2 separate regions of the Rattus norvegicus genome follow, and region 2 is linked to region 1. The links are chromatin contacts, called in public Hi-C maps. All regions are on one chromosome and are shown on one strand. Each heading gives the region's core, a stretch centred on a gene start, on an enhancer-like site or on the middle of the called end of the contact. The rest is flanking DNA. Distances are from core to core; before and after follow the strand shown. Region 1 holds the start of Agt (angiotensinogen). Region 2 overlaps C19h1orf198 (similar to human chromosome 1 open reading frame 198).

Region 1 (3,382 bases), core at 865-3,364:
CCCAAGCCAAGGGATAAGCCTACCTGTGGATAGGCTTAGGTCAAAAAGAGATCTGGGAAGACACTGTGGAGGAATGGGAGAGACACTAGCCGTGAGCTGGCACATGCTTGTGTGGCAAGGGAAGCCAGCCATGGAGGTCCCAGGATGCAGATGGAGGAAGCTCTGCCTCCCTCTCACACTCTTTCCTAGAGAGTGAAGGAGCAAGGGACCATGGGGGCTTCAGGCCAGTCAGCTAACCCCCTCAGAGCAGACGGAGGCTACACAGCCAGCCTGGACCAAGAGCCCTGTTGTCTGACTTGCCACTCCAGGTGGAGTAAATAAGTCTGTGGAGTGATGACCAGCCAGCAGAGACTGACGCAGAGGAGGCTCGTGCTCAGACAGCCTTAGTAGCAAGGGCTACCTGCTCTCAGTACAGTGCGGTTACACCTCAGTCTGGTCCCAGGCTTCCTCACGCTGGACAATTGGCTAGAACAGCTCCAGCAGTCACGTTGCCTCTGCTGACTGGTTTCTCATGAGGCCCACAGAAATAGCCAGGGTCAGAATGGCTGACAGTACAGGACCTCGTCAGATGGCAAGTACATCTTCATTCCTGGCTGTGTTCCTCAGCTTGGGAATTCTCCAAACCCCAGGGCAAAGGCTCTTTACTGAGGCTCCCCTGCATACAGGGCTGGCGACATCCCTGCCATCACTGGCCAGCTCCATAGCCGCCCTTCTCTCTTCGCAGAGGGCTGAGGCTGAAAGTTCCTTTGGATCGCATGGCCAGTCTCTCTGGTCACTACCCATCTCCTGAGATGACCGTGAGGCCTTCATCTCCCAGACTTCTCACAGGGGACAACAAGATGTTCAGTGAGCTTAAGAATCCAGCCATCTAGTGCTTGCCTAGCAAGGGCAAGGCCCTGGGTTCGGTCCCCAGCTCCGAAAAAAAGAAAAGAAAAAAAAAAAAAAGAATCCAGCCATCTGTGGTCAGAAACAGAGAGGAGAGACCTATCTATCACTATACTTGGGAACTCTACTCTTGTGTCCCCAGCACAGGGCCTCCTGCTGAACCCCAAAGCTACTAAGGCATCCACACACTCCTCTAGGAAATCTATGCACCACTGCCCTTTCCTGAGCTCTTACTCCTTGTACATCCCTTGGTCCTCTGGCATCCTTAGTCCTGAGTGCAGACCGTCATGGCTGCAGCCTGGAGTGCAGACCGTCATGGCTGTAGCCTTGATGCCTCCAACAACTGGCTTCCCACTGAGATAGATCTTCTGGTAATTATTTTACATCTGTGCGCAGAGAAGGTCACTCTCTAGAGCCCAGCTCAGACACCATCAAATCCTGCATGGTCCATCTAGTTTCTTCTGAGCCAGGGACTGCTCTGCCAATCCTCCCTTTCCGCCTTCACTTTCTAGTGCCACTTTAGGGTAAAGGCAGGTTGTGCCTGTGTCAACTCCATGGCCAAGAGATTACTTGACGTACTGGATGCAAGGCAAGTTAGTCGCCCACCCATGGTGGACTACAGGGGCAACCGTCTACCAGACCTACTCCTGCTGTCTTCTCAGCTCCCACCCTTCCTTGGGATCCACCCGTCTCATTCTCTAAACCTCCATGACTATTCCACACTCAAGGGCGGTGCTCTGAAACCTCCAGCCTCCAAAACAGCCGCCTTCCATCCACAAGCCCAGAACATTTTGTTTCAATATGGCTTTACCACAGTTGGGATTTCCCAACCTGACCAGATGTGCTAGAAGTTTCCCAAAGGTGCGGGAAGGGACTGGAAGCCCCTGTGCAGAACAGACAACTAACGTAATTACAACCATTCAAGGTCGTCCATCCTGAGAGCCGCTGATGACTTATGAGAGGTTCATCTCCTGCAGGTAGGTCCCTTCCTGGCATGTCCTGAGAGGCTTATAAGCAGATCACGAGGGGCTTACGTCCCAAGGTCTGCATGGTGGCTTCAGTTGTCACAACCCAGCCAGTCCTGTGACTGTGATCCCAGCTCCGGGGAACTGGGGTAAATATGTAACTCAACGCCAGCCCTTTTTTTTTTTTTTTTTTTTTTTTTTTTGCCTGAAGCTCATCTGCCACTAGGGCTTCCTGGAAGGGACCCAGCGGAACATCGCCCTGGCCTTGCTCCATCTTGGCTAAGCCTGGATTCCCATGGTCCCCCGACCTGGGTCCTCCCCCAGCCTCTGTACAGAGTAGCCTGGGAATAGATCCATCTTCACCCCCTCGAGTATAAATAAGGCTGCTTGGTTCACCAGGGGATAGCTGTGCTTGTCTGGGCTGGAGCTAAAGGTAAGCAGAGCCCTCTTGGGTCCTTTCTGGTCCTTCGTGGGATCTGACTGGGCAGGAGCTGAGCTTCAGGGAAGAAGAGGAGGCAGGGGTTGGGTAGAGACACTGGAAGGGGTTGGATGGCATTTGTCCTGGAGTGAGGAGCTAGAAGTCTGTGGTGGCAGGCGCTTCAGATGTGACCACTGACTTGTGTCTCCTCTCCCGAAAGGCTAGATGTCCAGGTAAGCTGTCCCCTGCGGGTCACCACTCTGGGCTCACCGGCAACTGCTTGTGTTTTGTTAGGGGATGGCCAGGCCTTCTGCTTCCCGTGAGCCCAGATGGGTCCTCAAAGGCAGAGGGACTTTCACAGGCTCAGCACTAGAGTGGCTGAGTCCGCTGAACCTCTTCCAGCTCGAAGGGAGAACAAGGCTCCATTGTTTGGACTGCAAGCAGCAAGGAGGGACAGGTCCCATGGTCATCTCAAGTAGCATCTCTGTCCAGGCTCAGTGCTGGGGCCTGGGTCTTGTGGCTTCTCACCACGTCCTGTAGCGTCTCAACTTACCCCTCTGCAAACAGGCTCCTTGTGGTTCGAAGGTTCTCTAGGGCTGGGGATAAGTTAGGAGCACCCAGTAGCAAGGAAGAACTTTGATAATGTCAAGCTAAGCAAAAAAGGTAGCTCCTTATTTTCAGTGTGTGTGTGTATGTGTATGTGTGTGCGTGTGTGTGTGTGTACATGTGTGTGTGCATGTGTGTGTGCATGTATGTATGCACGTGTGTGTGCATGTGTGTGTGCATGTGTGTGCATGTGTGTGCGTACACGTGTGTGCTGTGTAGTGTATGTGCATCTTATTTATTCATTTATTTTTGTTTTTCGAGACAGGGTTTCTCTGTTGTAGCCTTTGCTGTCCTAGAACTCACTCCGTAGAGCATGCTGGCCTCAGATTCGGAGACCTGTCTGCCTCGGCCTCCTGAGTGCTGGGACTAAATGATTTTTTTTTTTAAATTTTAAGACAGGGTCTTACTGTGTAGCTCTGGTTGCCCTAGAACTCACAAAATTCTGTCTGCCTCTGCCTCTGATTCTATCACCATGCCCTGCCCAAGGTATGTGTGTATTTATATGAAT
Region 2 (3,286 bases), core at 661-3,160, 72 kb before region 1:
TCTGATCCCCCTGTCAGAGGGCAGGTCACATAACCATCGAGCTGGCGAACGGAGTGCCAGATGGCTGTGGCGTGTAGGTGTCATGACCCGTGGAAGACCTTGGAGGATGGAAGGGTTGCTTGGTTCCAAGCCATGTCCTCCGTGCACCTCCTCAGTGTCAGTCAGTTTTTGAGGGGAATGGCCCCATAGGCTACACCCGATCCCATCACAGGTCCTACCTACTCTGGGGTCCATGTTCCTTCCTCACAAAGTCTCCTTTCCCTGCTTGATGGTTGGCCTCCCTCCTTCCTTCCTTGCCCCACTCTCTTTCCCTCCCAGCTGTCCTAAGCCCTCCCCCCAGAAACTTAGCTCTCAGCTTGTGGCACTCTGCCCCAGACCCTCCTTGTGTTACAATATTGTGCATTCCTTCCGTTCAGTGGCCCCAATGCTGCCCCCAGGACCCTGTACCCTACAGGTCTCCTGAAGCCCTCGCTCCCTTGCTGCATCCCTGTCTGTCCTTCCTTACCACAGCTGCTGTATATATCCCATCTCTTTCCTTTAAAAGATTTATTATATTTATATCAGTACACTGTAGCTGTCATCAGACACACCATAAGAGGGCATCGGATCCCATTACAGGTGGTCGTGAGCCACTGTGTGTTGCTGGGATTTGAACTCAGGACCTCAGGAAGAGCAGTGAGTGCTCTTAACCGCTGAGCCATCTCTCCAGCCCCAACACATATCCCCTTTCCGACTGTCCCACCCGCACCCATGCCGGGCTGTGCTGAGCACGCAGTGTAGCATCTCGGGTGTTCATCCATGTGAAAAGAGTGGCTATGGCAGGGGAAGATGAGCAGGGAGGTGCTCTGCCTAAGTGCGCTCCCAACACAATACAACCTGTTCTCTTGAGGGACTCGTTAGATGTCCGTGTCCTTGTCACAGGCCTGAGGGCCAAGACTCCCGCCTGTAGCACCGACTCCTACATACGCCTTGGCTCCTCCCTGCCTGCACTTCCTGTGTCTCACGGTGACACTGAGTGTTTGCTGCCTTGGAGCCTGACTGGTGGGTGAGTTATTGTCCACCGCGGGGCTTCTAAACAAGGGGCATGTGCGGTTTAGCTCCTGGTCTGGACCAAGTGCCTTGGGATGTGAGGTGGATGGATTCAAGGCACTGCCCAGCTGTGTCTCAAGGTGCAAGTTCCTGCTGGCTCATTCCTGTAAGATGTCCCTTTGCTAGCTTTGTGATTCTTAAAGCTTTCTAGGCACCCCCCACCTTTTCCCCTGTGGAGGGCAGAAGAGGGGAACACATGCTAAGCGTATGGAGGGCTGTTGGGGAGTTCTTCAGATTCTGACTGTGTGCCCGTAGCCTTTGTCTTGAGTTGAGCTTTGCCAGCGGCTGCCAAGTCAAACAGTCCTTGTGAGCGGCAAGTACTCCCCCCTTTTGCTGAATATCACACATTCCTCTACAGTGAGTGGGGCGTAAAAATAGACGCCGGGCTCTGTTGTGGTCTTGCTGTTTTTAGATTGGATATAGCCAGCCGAGCCCCGGGTCCCCACATGGGCCAACTGACCAGGTTGTAGGGAAGTCAGGAGCCCTGGGTGTAGGCAGCAGGTGGGTTACTGCCAGGAGCTGAGGAGATTCTTGTCTCCCTCTTCTGCTTCGGCCTCCGAGATCACAGAAGGCAGCCCATGCCATGACGGTGACCTGGTGGCCACTGTCCCTTCCAGTTATCTTCTGTGTAGTGTTCTTCTGCAGGGCTGACTCGGCAGCCTGGGCACTGAGAGAAGGCCACATGATTTCTTTCCCATTCCTGGAAAAGACATGTTTGGAAAAGTTTGTCCCTGGCACGCACGGTCTTTCTGTTTTCCACCTTGGCCTGTGTGGGCCCCAGGGGGAGGTGGCCTGGTCTGGCCTTCAGAACCAGTGCTGTCCGGGAAAGTCCAGTGAGGTGCTGAGGTAGCTCTTCTGTAATGAGAAAGGGATAGTGAACCCACGTTCCTCTGTGTCATTTCCGAGGACAGTTTCCCATGGTGCCGCGTGCATAACACATGTCAAGTCGACTAAGATTCCTGGACTGTTCTTCCCAAGTCTGTGGTGTGACATCAGCTAACTTCTGTGTCAGGGGTTGAGGTATGGGTGACTGTAGTCAGCCTGGGGCCTTCCACCAGGACCTGGGCTCTTTTTTACCTTGCTCTGCACCCTGGGGATTTAGTGACTGTTTTCTCTAGGTGGAGCAGTGGGCACTCTGATCCTGGAATAGGAGAGCCAGGCTGTGGGTGCACCTCTGGGCACTCCCTCTGGCTCCCAGGGCTGACCTGTGGTGCTTCCATGGGTTCTATTGTCCAGCCACCAACCTATTCCATAAACTTTCACAGGATCTAGGAGTCCTGAGTCTGCCAAAGCTCTGCCCTCCTCACCTTCTGTGAGCCTGGAATTATCAGGTTGTATCAGTAGCCGTGAGAGACAGCTATAGAGTCAGTTTCCAGCAAGCCATGATGGAAACCCCCAGAATGGGGAGCTTGGGGTCACTCATGACCTCGTTGAGCCCATTCTTTGGTTGTTCAGCTGAGCCAACATAGACAGGGACAGGGAACAAGGTCTTCCCTCCTCCCATCCAGCTGCCAGATAGTGTTTGAATGCCTTCTCTTCTTACTGGGATAGCAAGAGGTCCTTCACCAGCAAGGAGGAGGTTGGCTTGTTAGAGGAGACTAGTCACACTTTATGTACAAAGTTAAGGCTCAAGAGAACACAAGGAAAGGAGGGGGCAGATGGGTTAGGATCTGCTGCCTCCTCTCCCTTCCCTCTCCTCTCCTTCTCCCTCCTCTCCGTAGTACCCTCCTTTCTTGTTTGTTTGTTTGTTGTTGTTTTTGTACAGGGTGCTGCTGTGGCTTGTTGGCCTGGTAATTTCTATCTAGTCCAGATTAGGGTCAAACCCACAGCAATCCTTTTGTCTCCACCTCTTGAGTGTTAGGATTGTGAGCAACAGCCACTGTACCCTGCCTTTTTTCTTCTTGTTTCTTCTGCTTTTCTTTCTCTTTCTTTCTTCCTTTCTTTCTCTCTCTTTCTTTCTCTCTCTCTTTCTTTCTTTCTTTCTTTCTTTCTTCTTAGACAAGGTATTATGTAGCTCTGGCTGTCTTGGAACTCACTACGGAGATCAGGCTGGCCTCAGATTCACAGAGGGATCTATCTGCCTCTGCCTCTGCCTCTGCCTCCTGAGTGCTGGGATTAAAGGTGGTGTGCACCACTATGTTTTCTTGCGTTTGCTTCCAAAGTTCCCAAAGGAGGCAGTTACCTCCTCCTGGCCACA

Evidence for each region. A called contact is a pair of places that touch in the nucleus more often than the background predicts.
Region 2: a contact with region 1 is called in a Hi-C map of liver, with 2.3 times the contacts expected there. The contact joins the enhancer-like site here to the promoter of Agt in region 1. A contact is called at or near these places in 2 of 12 Hi-C or Micro-C datasets (both in liver).

Annotation. Positions count from the first base shown.
Region 1 is chr19:69,437,109-69,440,490 of GRCr8, reverse strand. It overlaps Agt (angiotensinogen), which reads left to right and starts at 2,114. Exons shown (of 5, transcript NM_134432.2): 1 at 2,114-2,283.
Region 2 is chr19:69,509,080-69,512,365 of GRCr8, reverse strand. All of the region lies in intron 2 of C19h1orf198 (similar to human chromosome 1 open reading frame 198), which reads left to right. Among named protein-coding and RNA genes, the nearest start is that of C19h1orf198, 16 kb to the left of the region's middle. Within about 2 kb of position 1,910, at least 41 of the 93 cell types and tissues checked have an H3K27ac peak or open chromatin away from gene starts, as enhancers often do. A contact at or near this core is called in liver, where this site is marked.